Regions from separate parts of the Columba livia genome. Here region 1 is linked to region 2. A link is a contact called in public Hi-C data. All regions are on one chromosome and are shown on one strand. The core of a region is the stretch at or near the end of the contact, and the rest is flanking DNA. Distances in the headings are between cores, read along the strand shown. Region 1 overlaps RARB (retinoic acid receptor beta). Region 2 overlaps RARB (retinoic acid receptor beta).

Evidence for each region. Hi-C and Micro-C count contacts between places; a contact is called where the count stands out from the background.
Region 1: a contact with region 2 is called in a Hi-C map of liver, with 1.9 times the contacts expected there. The contact joins two enhancer-like sites.

What each region holds. Positions count from the first base shown.
Region 1 is chr2:41,798,047-41,804,387 of bColLiv1.pat.W.v2, reverse strand. RARB (retinoic acid receptor beta) reads right to left here. Exons shown (of 11, transcript XM_065051588.1): 8 at 4,539-4,715. Among named protein-coding and RNA genes, the nearest start is that of TOP2B, 75 kb to the left of the region's middle. Within about 2 kb of position 1,422, at least 2 of the 3 cell types and tissues checked have an H3K27ac peak away from gene starts, as active enhancers do.
Region 2 is chr2:41,523,983-41,529,928 of bColLiv1.pat.W.v2, reverse strand. The region is part of intron 2 of RARB (retinoic acid receptor beta); the gene reads right to left. Among named protein-coding and RNA genes, the nearest start is that of RARB, 45 kb to the right of the region's middle. Within about 2 kb of position 3,373, at least 2 of the 3 cell types and tissues checked have an H3K27ac peak away from gene starts, as active enhancers do.

The sequences.
Region 1 (6,341 bases), core at 173-2,672, 280 kb before region 2:
TCTTCCCGTCTCAAGCCTGCACAGACAGCAGCTACGATGACAAGGTATCCAGCTTTTGGAGGAACAAGGCTCTGTACTTCTTAAGCGGTGCTTAAGTGATTTTCCCTTAGCTCAGCTTGGGAGAACTGCATCCCTTTTTAATCTGGTGCTATTTTAATTGCTGAGCCTTAGTAATGAGAGTTCTTCCCTCCACACCCCCAGGACTCCCAACCCAACAAATTAGCAGAGCAGGACTCGGAGCTAAATTGGGCCATGCCGTGGTGTTTCCCGCAGGCTGCGCCAGGTTGCACAGAGACGCCCAGCCCAGAGGGTCTGGGGTGCCCTGGGGCGGTTATCCCAAACCACGTGGAGGCCGAATGAATTTGGGGTTAAGTTACTCAACCCAGAGCCCCTGTGGGCGTGCACGGAAGGACACTTCCAGCAGCCTTGCAAGATTTATAATTGAAACATAAAGGTCCCATGGAGTTTAGCTACTTCCAGGCTTAGGCAGCAACTGGGACAGCTTTTTGCACAATGGAGACAACTTGAGGCTTCGTGCCTCAGTGCTGCACCAGCCCTGAGCTGGAGGAGCCCGCGGGGGCTCTACTGGGCACGGGCACAGATGAAGCTCAACCGCGTGTTTTCTGCAAAGCGCTCAGCCTGACTGCAGCCGTCAGGGCTCAGGTTGCTCCTGCATTCCTCCGACATTCTCGCACAACACGCTGCTATTAAACTCTGAGACAGAGCATTTGAATTTTTTTTTATTACTATTTAATTTGTGTCCTTCAGCAAGATCTGCGGAACACCATGGATATTGCTGATTTCGCTGCTAAACCTTTCTTGGGCAAACTTCCAGTGTCAAAGTGAAGCTGATTCCAAGCTCATATTCACTGAAGAACATATGGGAAATGTCACCACTTCAAAATAAGAAATCACAGTATCTTTCTCCATTTTAAACTGAACTGCTGTCTAGAAGACATCCTCCTAATGTCCTCAGTGGTGTTTAGATTCTGTAACCAAGCCAAGTATTTCAGTTGTCACTCTGCTCTTAAATGCCACTTGCAGCCATAAATAAGGTTCCTGCCCACAACTAAAGGACCCTTTGTTTTAAGGAATATTTATATCTTAAAGCACCTGGGGTTCATATAAGCCAGTTACAAATCGCAAGGCAAAAACCCCGCAGGTTGCACAAAACCAGAACCATCCAGTAAGCTGCATTTATAAAACTGTTGCTACCATAGAATTGTTACTCATTTTAAACAGATTAGTTAAGGCAAGCTGGTTTTTTTATAAGAAATCCTGTTGTTCGGGGTGAGCTGCCTTAGCTGGCTGGGACGGCTTCCCCAGAGGAGAAACCCAAGCAGGTGACTCTGAAATAATGAACGAACCTCCACAGCGCTGCCATATCCCATCAACACAGGTTGTTCCACTCACGCAAATGCCTTCCTAGCATTAAGACACAGGGATTTACAAGAGCAAGCAAAAAATGGCATTATTAAGGGTTAGCATTCAAGGACTTCTCAGGTTTTTATCCATTGGATTTAAGACAGGCTGGACTCTGGACTCTTTCCACATTCATTTTGCTAGAGCTCCGTGAGGCTGGGGATGCTCAAGCACTGCCGGGCCAGCACACCAGCAGCACTTGCTTTTATGAGGGTTACTGACTGAATTTTAGTAATATTTATCCCTGAAACTTTTGGCACCAGAGCAGATATAAATTCCACCATCCTCAATTGGCGCCTTGCAAGGCTTGATGTTATTTCCCTTCCAGAGATTTTGCTTGTTTGTATATAAAACAATTCTCTGGCTCATACCCAGCGGAGTTTACTGAGCTCCTGGCACCATTTCCTCTGTCAGCCTGTTTACGGAGGGTTTAAGCATCCATGGTTTCAGGAACCAACTGAGCAAAGCCCTTGGGAAGGGTCTACAAATGCTTACGGCTCCCCAAGGCCCAGAGACAGCGCTGCCGGGTGGGCAATGCACCAGGGGGACCCCAGCCACCCCACCTGGCTGCTCTGGGAGCCCCACGCTGATCCTCCCACATTCTATGGCTCTGGCCACAGGTCCAGGGGACGGCACAGTGGCGGGATCCTGGCTGGACATCGGCGAGGCTCACGGCCTCACAGCACATGACGGGCAGGCACTGGGGGCTCGGGCAGGTGGGGAGGGAATGGTGCTCACTCCACGTCTCAATGCACAAAATCAAACGCTCAAAATGCTCCTCGTAATTAGGAGAAGCAGCTTGCTGGGAAGGGGGAGTAACATGCGCTATTAAAACACTGCTCCAAGTACTGAAACATAGCTTAAATAAAGATACAGAGCTGCACTGCAATTCCGATTATGTGCAGGTGATGTGGGTTTAATGGATATGGGCATTTTACAGACAGTGCACGCGCTACGCGTTACAGTGCTCATGGTAATTATCCCTTTTTCTTTTTAAGCAGCACATAAAATAGTCGTATAAAGCTTGTGTAAATGTCGCGCAGGAAAGTTAGGACTCTCACAGAACCACAGAATCATTTTCGTTGTAAAAGACCTTCAAGATCACTGAGTCCAACAGTTAACCTAACACTGCCAAGTCCACCACTAAACCATGTCTCTAAGAACCTCATCTACGTGTCTTTTAAACCTCCGGGGATGGTGACTCCACCACTTCCCTGGGTGTCCTGTCCCAATGCCTGACAGCCCTTCTGTGAAGAAATTTTTCCTCATATCCAATCTAAACCTCCCCTGGCACAACTTGAGGCCATTTCCTCTTGTCCTATCATTTGGTACTTGGGAGAAGAGACCACCACCCTCCATGCTACAACCTCCTTTCAGGTAGCTGTAGACAGTGATAAGGTCTCCCCTCAGCCTCGTTTTCTCCAGGCTAAACAGCCCCAGTTCCCTCAGCTGCTACTCAAAGACTTGTGCTCCAGAATCTTCACAGTCTTTGCAGGAACCATTTTTTATCTGCTGCTGGCTTTAGAAAAGCTTCAGCTCCTCTGTGCTGCGGGCATCCATGGCACTCACTGCGCCCTCCTCACTCAGATGAGTCACCTTCTCTGGCTTCAGGAAAAACACAGAGAATGAGCAGATGACCAGGAATGACAGGTCTCAATAAAGTTTATAACTAGAGCTTGAAGGTTGCCACATGGCCACAAAGTAAAAGTGGTGAATTGCATTAAAGAATTAACCCTTTCTATCCGTTAATTAGTTGAAATAAAATCACAATTTACCATCTGCTTCACTATTAATATTCTTTTTCTCATCTGGCAACTGCCCCATGGAGGGACCACACACAGTAACAATGAGGTGGTCAAGTCTGAATAAGCGCCTGGAAGAAGGGGACAACGAGAGGCAAATGTTGAGCACGACAAGGCACCCCCAGCCTTCCCTTTTTTTCTAGGCTGGAGAACGATAATCCTTCCCCACTCCCGCCCCTCTTCCTCCTTCACCCATGTCCTCTAGAAGCAATTCTTCAAAACAGTTTCGACAGAACAAGAGGAAAAGGTCACAGCAGTTAACATCCTCCTCAATATGATCCTGTTTGAAGCAATGCGCTTTCAGAAATTCCAAGATTAATTACTTCAACTTCAGTTTCCCCAGTTTAAACTCCTGTGTCACACGAAAGAATATATCTACAGTAGCCATCCTACGCACTGCTTGGCCATGCTTGGCCCAATGAATACCTGAAGCTTTGTGCTCAGAGGAAAACATTTAAAATATGTTTAAAACATGCTGAAAATACCGTTTTACTGAAAGTTATTGTTATGACCAAGAATAAGAAACATGTTTGCAACTAAAAGCCTGAAGACCTCTAAGGTCTTGATAAAGAAATGCTGAGATCCCACAGGGTTCCTCTGAAGGTCAGCGTGACAGGAACAACCGGAGACAAAGGGAGGGAAGGCAGCTTGCCTTGACATAGTGGCAAGGTCTGGAGCAAAACTCCAAGCTCATCTACGGGTTGTATGCTTGTCTGTTTAAAATTAAATGACATTTAGCTAAAATCTCTACAGAGTCTGTTACAGCATCAATTTCCACAGGTGCCTGCAGCGCTGGTGAGAGCAGGAGGACCCGGGCTCCACGTACTCCAGGTTCCCCTCTACAACCTGCAAAATCCCCACCCTGAAGATCCGGGTCTTGTTCCTCTGATTACCTCATGACCACAGGTACAGCACATTCCTAAAATGTTACACAGCGGAATGTCTTTCTACGTATCCTCTATACAGAGCGTTATGATTTGGAGGGAAGAGAGAGAATCAGATCCCTCTTCAGCATTAACAATAAGGAAATTTTTCCAAAGCTGGTTGGTGCCTCAATATCAAAATGTGCCCTTCTTGCAACTATACTGAAATCCACAATCGATAAGGACTTATTTTGAAAAGTATGCTCATCCCATTTAACACACACCTGTAGACGCACTCGAGTCCACTTGCGACTGTACCAGACTACCCAGTAAGCTCACGTTTGCAACCATAAGGCTGGGCCAGTACTTGACCCCTTCTCACTGTCAATTACAGTAGAAAAAGCAACAGAAAATAAATTAGTAGCATAACAATGATGTTAAAAATACATACCAGTATATCCAGGCAGGCTGCTTTGAGTAGAGTGATCTGGTCTGCAATGGTCAAACTCGTAAAGCCCGGCAATCGCTTTGCAAATTCCACTATTTTAATAATGCACTTTGTTGCAAGTTCACTGAATTTGTCCCAAAGCCCGAGGTCCAGTCGAACCCGATGATCTGCGCTGGAGTTCTGGCAAGACAGACAGAAGGCACCATAAATCAACAATGTCCCTTTCAGTAAATGGTTTATAAGGGAAAGAAACAACAACCGAGTATTCCTTCCAGAAGTACTTTCTATTAACATTCCAGGCATTTTCTGCAGCTTGCTGTTGGGATGATGCTGGTTTTTAACTTGGATTAATCGTCTGAAAATTCCTTGGATATTTCTCTGCTACTTACGATTGCAGAGGCCATCTGTACAAGGAATACAAATTAACTTAAACATTTCCAAATGCCACTATCATTATTCTTCCTTGCCATTATATAATAAGTGCATTGAGACAGACAATTTACAGTTGTGCCCCAGAAAATAAAAATGAACAGTGGAACAAGAATATCGGGTCCCCATCTGGAAAACGCAGCACAATATTTGGAACACAGTTTCACATACTTAAGGTCTTAGCAAATTAGTTCTACTTAATTTATCTGCTCTGTGTCTCTGCAAGAGTTTTACAGCATTCTCAAGCTACAGTCTCACATGAATTAAAGAGCATTTATTTACACGATGTTAAGAAAAACACCATGTGCACGGATGAATGCTATATGCTCCTTTGAGGGTGCACCCAACATATACCCTACTGTTCGAAGTGTTACGAGGACATTCCAGCTGCATCTTTCGGAGACTGTTGCCATATATTCATGTATCTTAATCGAAAAGTCTGTAATTTGCTAGGAGGTGTAGCCAATTTGTGTTGTTTGTGATTAAACTCATGTTTTCATACATTCAGAGTAACCACTTAACGCTTGGAAAAGCTGAACATGTCGGCCATGAACCGGACGACTCAAAGGTTCCTGTGATCTATTCGTTGATCCATTTTGTCTAACGAAAAATGGTGTCATGGGGAGACCTGGTGAGTCACTTCCAATCCACCCGTGACTCCCATGGGGTGACAAGAAACAGGTAACAACAGAGCTCTGAAATACCCAAAGCTCCTCTCCCAGTGGCCTCGTGTGCATTTTGCCAGCATTTGGTCCAATGCTGTTTCGGATGCAGCCAGCACGAGGGTCCCTCCTGGTATTTCACGAGCCAACACATTCAGTGTGAGTTGCAGTCGCCTTCAGTATCTGGGTGATCTCGTCATTGCAAGAGGAATTTTACCTGTAAAAATATGCTGGTAATGATTTTGCAAAAGGCGCTGAGCTGCAACTGCAGAACACCAAAGGCAGATTTTCTCTCTTCCACGTCTCATCGGAGCTTGTTGACTAACCAAGAGAGAGGCATCTCCAAAAAAAGGCCCACACACTCCAGACAGCTATTTAAGGCAGGTAAGGGAAATTCCCCTCAGGTGGCAGCTTTCTCCCCAGCTGCAAGGGAAGCCCATGTGGTTACCTGCCTGGTTGAAGTGTTAAACTAACTTTAATTTTAAAGTTAAATGAGAAGAGTCTCACCCTAAAAGTTTAACAGAGATGGCAGAGAAAAAGCAATGAAAAAGCATCCAAGTTACATGGATAGCACTTCCTTGGAGGAAATATCTGTGTGACAACTGGTGATGGTGAGGATGGCCACCTACTTTGAAACCTTTGAAGCCATCAGGTTTCTTCAGTTCATGGGAAGGATGCAGGGCCTTCCCTGAGGTGGATGAGCTGTGGGATGAGC
Region 2 (5,946 bases), core at 2,124-4,623:
AAGACAAGCAACACCACTGATGCAGACTTATTTTCACCTTGATTTTAAGTTTTCACCCCACCATCTTCTTTCCTAGGTATTTCAAACAGGTTTCTCTTCTGCAGAGTTGCAAGGAGTTATTGTTTTCTTTCTTATTTTTTTCTATTTGTCCTACTTAGTCACAAACTAAGCAACTGAGGCTCAACTCTAGAGGAAACTCATGTTACGTTTAGCTGCCTGACCGCAATCCCAGCTTAACCATCAAGAGTATCCCTAATCTTTTTACTGATGCAGGGTCCCATCAGTGAATAATCAGGCACCACAGACACTCATTCTTCCTTGTCTGCTCCATATTTCACCACACAGGGAGAATCAGTACCAAAATGGGGAACTACTAGAAGAATATCCTCCTGGATAATCTCTTCCAGTATTTCTCAAAACAACATATAGCTAATCTAGCCTACCACAATAATTCCTAAATAGGTCACAGCATTTTAGAAGTGAGCACAGTTTTGCAAAATACAAGGTCTTTGCATTTGTTCGTGGTGGGACAAGGTGCCTCCCTGAGCCCACGGACAGTCTGACTGGTTCATCCCGTTATTGCCGTATTGTCATGCAATAACCTACCCCCATTTACACCAGGGTGCCATAAATCAGGCCCCACATCCAGGGAGGCTGTAAAACCGTCAGTGGCAGATAGCCTGCGCCCAGCTAAGGACTAGTGAGAGTGATCTGAAAAAACTAACAGCAGGAAGCTTTATCGCTATCATCTGCTATACGCAAGCCGAGCCCAACATTTCCGATACGAGGGGCTGACGTCTACCGGGGACCCGGGAGGATGCTCAGGTGTAACCTTTCCACTTCAGAGGCCTCACTCAGTGTTCACTTTTATCAGCTCCAGAGCAATATTTTCAAAACCTCCCCCTGGGTGATGCCCTTCAAGCCTTTTCTAGGTACCCAGTCTCAAATTCGATTTTCCTCCTTTTATGCTCCTGATTCTTCAAAGATCATTCCAGAAACCTGATTTGATTAGAAGTCTCTTTTAACGTAAGCAATTCATCTTCACACACGCGGAGCTGTTGATTCACCTTTTCTTTAATTTCATTTTGCCTGGCTTTCATTTGAGCTATCTCAATTTTAACCTCTGTAAAAGCTCCATCTACCTTGTTTACTGTTTCTTTGATTTGAAAGATCTCCTCCATTAAGTCCTTAAGCGACAACTCCATGGCCATTTTTGGCTCCAGCTGTTTGTCAGGAGAGGTCAGCCACCGCCTCAGTCTTTTATTTGTCTTGAGTAACATTCAAATTGTTTTCACAGCAACTGTTTTCTTCCCATTTCCTGCCACCGCTGCTCGAAAATAATAACGAATTACCTAATTTCTAAAGAGGGTTTCATCTCTTTACTTCGTTATCAAGGCCAGGTAGCAAGATCATTTCAGAGGCTGGTACCCTGCACAAATTTCCTTGAGTCTTGCTTGAGGATTAATAGTGCAGTAACAGTTAAAAGCTATTTTGTACACGCATACAGCATCCTGCAGGAGAGAACCTGAGGCTGGTCAGAAAATCCTCCTTCTTAAAATCCTGCTAGTCAGGTAAGCATTAGATCTCACAAACAAGACAACTGGTGGCAAAAATACTGCATTAAAAACTTAAGAAATGAAAACGAGTTGTTGGTTTTTGTTTTGTTTTCCCTCCTCCCTTTTTTCCAGCTCCGGTTAGCAGGATCAGTTCCTCAGTCGTACAGGAAGCCTGGGCAGATCTGGAAATAGAAGGTTTCCTGCCTTGATATGTATTTGCCAGACTATCTTCTGTCCTCCGAACACACACGAAATGCGCTCAAAGGAAAGCAGCCAACAGGCAGAACTGATGGAAGAGTAGGTTTAGATTGGAAAAGGGACTTTCTCAAACAAACCTTTATACTTTCGTCTATTATTTGATGTATCGGTCAATGAGGAAGATACGAAAACTTAAGATGTGCAAATAGGTGGGGGTTTTGTCTTTTTTTTAAAGGACCCTTTACTTTCAATCATATTGCAGCTGTACAAAACCCGCCTGAAAATTAGCATACTGTAGGATAATACTTTAATTAAAAATCTAGATTTTATTTATAATTAATGAGGTACAAAAAGTATCACATTATGCACTGCTACACCCAAAAAATATGTATTCAACCAATGATAGGACACGGGGTAATGGGTACAAACTGGAACACAAAAGGTTCCACTTAAATTTGAGAAGAAACTTCTTCTCAGTGAGGGTGACAGAGCACTGGAACAGGCTGCCATGGGGGGTTGTGGAGTCTCCTACTCTGGAGACATTCAAAACCTGCCTGGACACCTTCCTGTGTAACCTCATCTAGGTGTTCCTGCTCCAGCAGGGGGATTGGACTAGATGATCTTTCGAGGTCCCTTCCAATCCCAAACATACTGTGATACTGTGATTCTGTGAAATATTGAAGCTCATATAATTTAGGATGGGATTCACTCAATTCAGCCCTAGAAAACTACAAGTTAGCCAGAAAGTGTAGGTTCCCTCCCCAGCCAACACATCCAGCCTGCCCTCCCAAGGGAAATGTACCTCACCTTTATTGGACACTTTTCTTTAGATGAGTTGACTTCTTCTCTATAGGGCTCCTTTGCTTCCATGACTGAGCTGAAAGGCTGGACAACTAGCATATATATGATGCTTAATTTTTAGACAGCTAATTTGAAGTGAAACCGAATCCCACTCTTGCACACTTTTTCCCAAGCGGATTCATTTGTAGTTTTAATGTAAATTTTCTGCTACATTAAGGGGTGAAGATGTGTTTTGGATAGAAGCTATTTTCCTAACACTACAAAATGTTTACCATATAAAAAAAAATTATTTCAGTACTACTTATAAATTACTTTGACATGCAACACACTAGTAAAATTATTGGAACTTTCATACAACGCAAACCTGTGATTCTTAAAAAACAGAAATCCAAAGTTAGATTTCTATACCTACTAAAGGACACCTAACTATATAGATTTAAAAATACTTAAGTGATTTACAAATCTCCACAGAAGTATCCTGACAGACATTTTAGATTTCTGACCTTTCGCTTACCAGAGGCAAATATTTGCAGAGAGAAGATAGGTTATCAGATTGTTTCATATACAAACACAGGCCAGTTTCTGTGTAAGAATGCCAATGAAAACCCAAATTTGCCTATTTCCAACACAAATGAGCATTTTAAGAGTAAAACCTCTCACCAGAAAGAATATCTTGATGTAAAGTCTTAACACATACTCTTAATCAAAGGACTATAAATTCTTCCAGTAGTAATTACAAATCTCTAAACTGGGAAGGGAGTAGAAAAGAAGCCAACCAAAACCAACCAAAAACCAACCATAAGTGCACATAAAAAAGACTCACAATTTTTATTTTAGAGACTTAATCCACAAATAAACAAGCAAACAAAGAAATTTTAATACTTTCTTCTTGCATTAAAAAAAATAAAATAAACAAACAGCTTTTATCTATCCTGGTGCAACCTACTCGGTAAGTCATAAAAAATAAGACAAGCCAGCTGGGTCTTGAGTCCCATTCTCACTGGGGCCCCTTTTCATTGCCAGAACAGTGTAAAGCTGCCTCTGTGTAAAAGAAACGAAGGCCAGATGAACACAGAGCAGAGCACAGTGATTCTACAGTCATAGCTATTAGGAGAAATCCAGAACAGGATGTAGGAAAACTGTACAAACTGAATCTAAAGAGACAGAGGCCACATCTGGACAGAAGATTAAATGCAAGTGTGCTATACATACACAGGACAGAAAAATAAAATTACTTGGACCTAAACTGAGACATATAACAGCGATGACACAAAGAATAAACAGCAGCACTATGAGCTATGTTTTCTTACCAAGCAAGGAATGAAACTTTATGAAAAATTATTATTTAAGATTATAATAATGCTGGGATACAAACGCAGTACATTTACAGACTGGTATTTCTAATCTTTACTTACTGTCTGCAGTAGAGATTGTATAAAACAAACCACTAAAAATTCCTAGCCAAGCAAAAAGCCTGATAATTTAACTTCCTGGCTTGGCTTCCAAAGACTAATGCAAAGTTTAGTAGCTGCACAGTTGAATAAATCTTTTGACTACAGCTTTATTTTTTTGATAAAATGGTAGATATGGTATTTTCTATATTATATACCAGAACTACAGTCACAACCCAAGAATGTAGATCTTTCACCCATTCATTACAGAAAATATTGCTTGAGGGAAACTGCTTTAAACTGATTTATGTGGTAGACACAGAAAGACAACCCAGTCAAATTGGACAATGTGGCAGATGGTAATGGATTTATGCATATTTATGTAGCATGTATTTACTTGTCGACTTTGTTATCCATCTTTTGCCCCTTCCAAAAGTAGATGGCAATTTATAACAACTGTGATGCTGTGACTGGCTGACACTCCCTTCACAGCCCTTTCCTCTGGACAGGCTAAAAAGCAGCATGCTTTGTGCTGCTATTTTAATTGTTTTACAGTTTTATTACAAAACATCCTGTCTGTTACACTTGCTTCCTGAGGCTATCATAACAATGTTAGTTGCTGCTGCTTAAATCTGCCTTGGGGTATCTGTTTTTACAGTTACAATTAAAGTCAGTAAGTAGTTCATCAACATGTTAACATTAATTTGTCTTTTTAATTTATTTGACCTTTTAAACTAAACAAGTAACCCACTGAGGTAAGGGATGCACAAGGTTCAATCACTATCATGCATTTTTCACAATAACATGCTTTCTGGTTCTCCTCCACCAGAACATTCAACTGTTCAGTTGCAAGTGCTTTTATTTATTCTAAATTACTTCAGAAAAGGCAAAATATAGTCACATTGCATTTAATATGCATATGTTTTACATAACACTAACGCATATACCAACACTATAGTCTTTAAAATTCATAAATGACTAAGAGCAATCTGAGAACAGTTTCTAAAACCTTGATGCAGTAAGCCAGCTATACACTTACACATCCTTACATTACTGAGAAGTGTTTACAGAACACATCAAAATTGATGCCAAAGCAAAGACCATAAGGATTCAAACAATCAGAAAACAAACTGCTTCAGGTTTGATACCATTTTCTTATGCAGACACAGTAAGTGTAAAAAAAAGGGGTTATCAAAAACTTCTGACACCCTTGTTACAGATTTAAAAATGCAGCCCTATATCCGCTGTGTGCATTCCACTGATCTACAGAAACTGATAAAGAAATACCTAGACATTAATATAATTTATTAACATAAATATGTCAATACATAAACACATAAATGTTATAAATAAATGCAGTTTTATATTGATGACCTACCAGTTTAAATTATATTTAAATAAGATGTAGGGAGAATCTCCAGGCAGGGTTTTTGGACTACCTTGACTAAATCACTTTTAAGATAAGTCTAAAATAAGCTGGCACAACCTCCCCATGTTCTTGGTAAATACATCCTTTGTCCGTGGGCATTGAGAACTCCTGAGTCTATCTGAAACTCTGCTCAGAGGAGAGGGGTAGCACCCATCTCGAGAGCACCCCCTGGCAAATCAGAGATGGGGGGATGGTGAGGAAAGACTCATCAAATGGCCATTTACTGTTAGAGCCATTCAGGCTCCAGCGAGAAGCAGCAGAGAGGAGGGAGAGAGGGAGGGAAGCTCGGTGGGAAAAAACCTGAAAAGGAAAAGCGAATAAAGGAAAACAGGCACTACCATCTAATAAAAAAATTAATCCTCATTAAAAAAAAAAAAAAAAGAAAAAAAGAAAAAAGAGAGAAAAGTATTCATTCACTGTCTCCTGGGTGATTAAAGCATTTGACTCCTTTTCTCACAAACATCCCCCTAAAACAGGGGTGTCAAACTCATTTTTGCCGGGGGCCACATCAGCCTCACGGTTGCCTTCAAAGGGCTGAATGTAACTTTGGGACTGTAGAAATCTAACTACT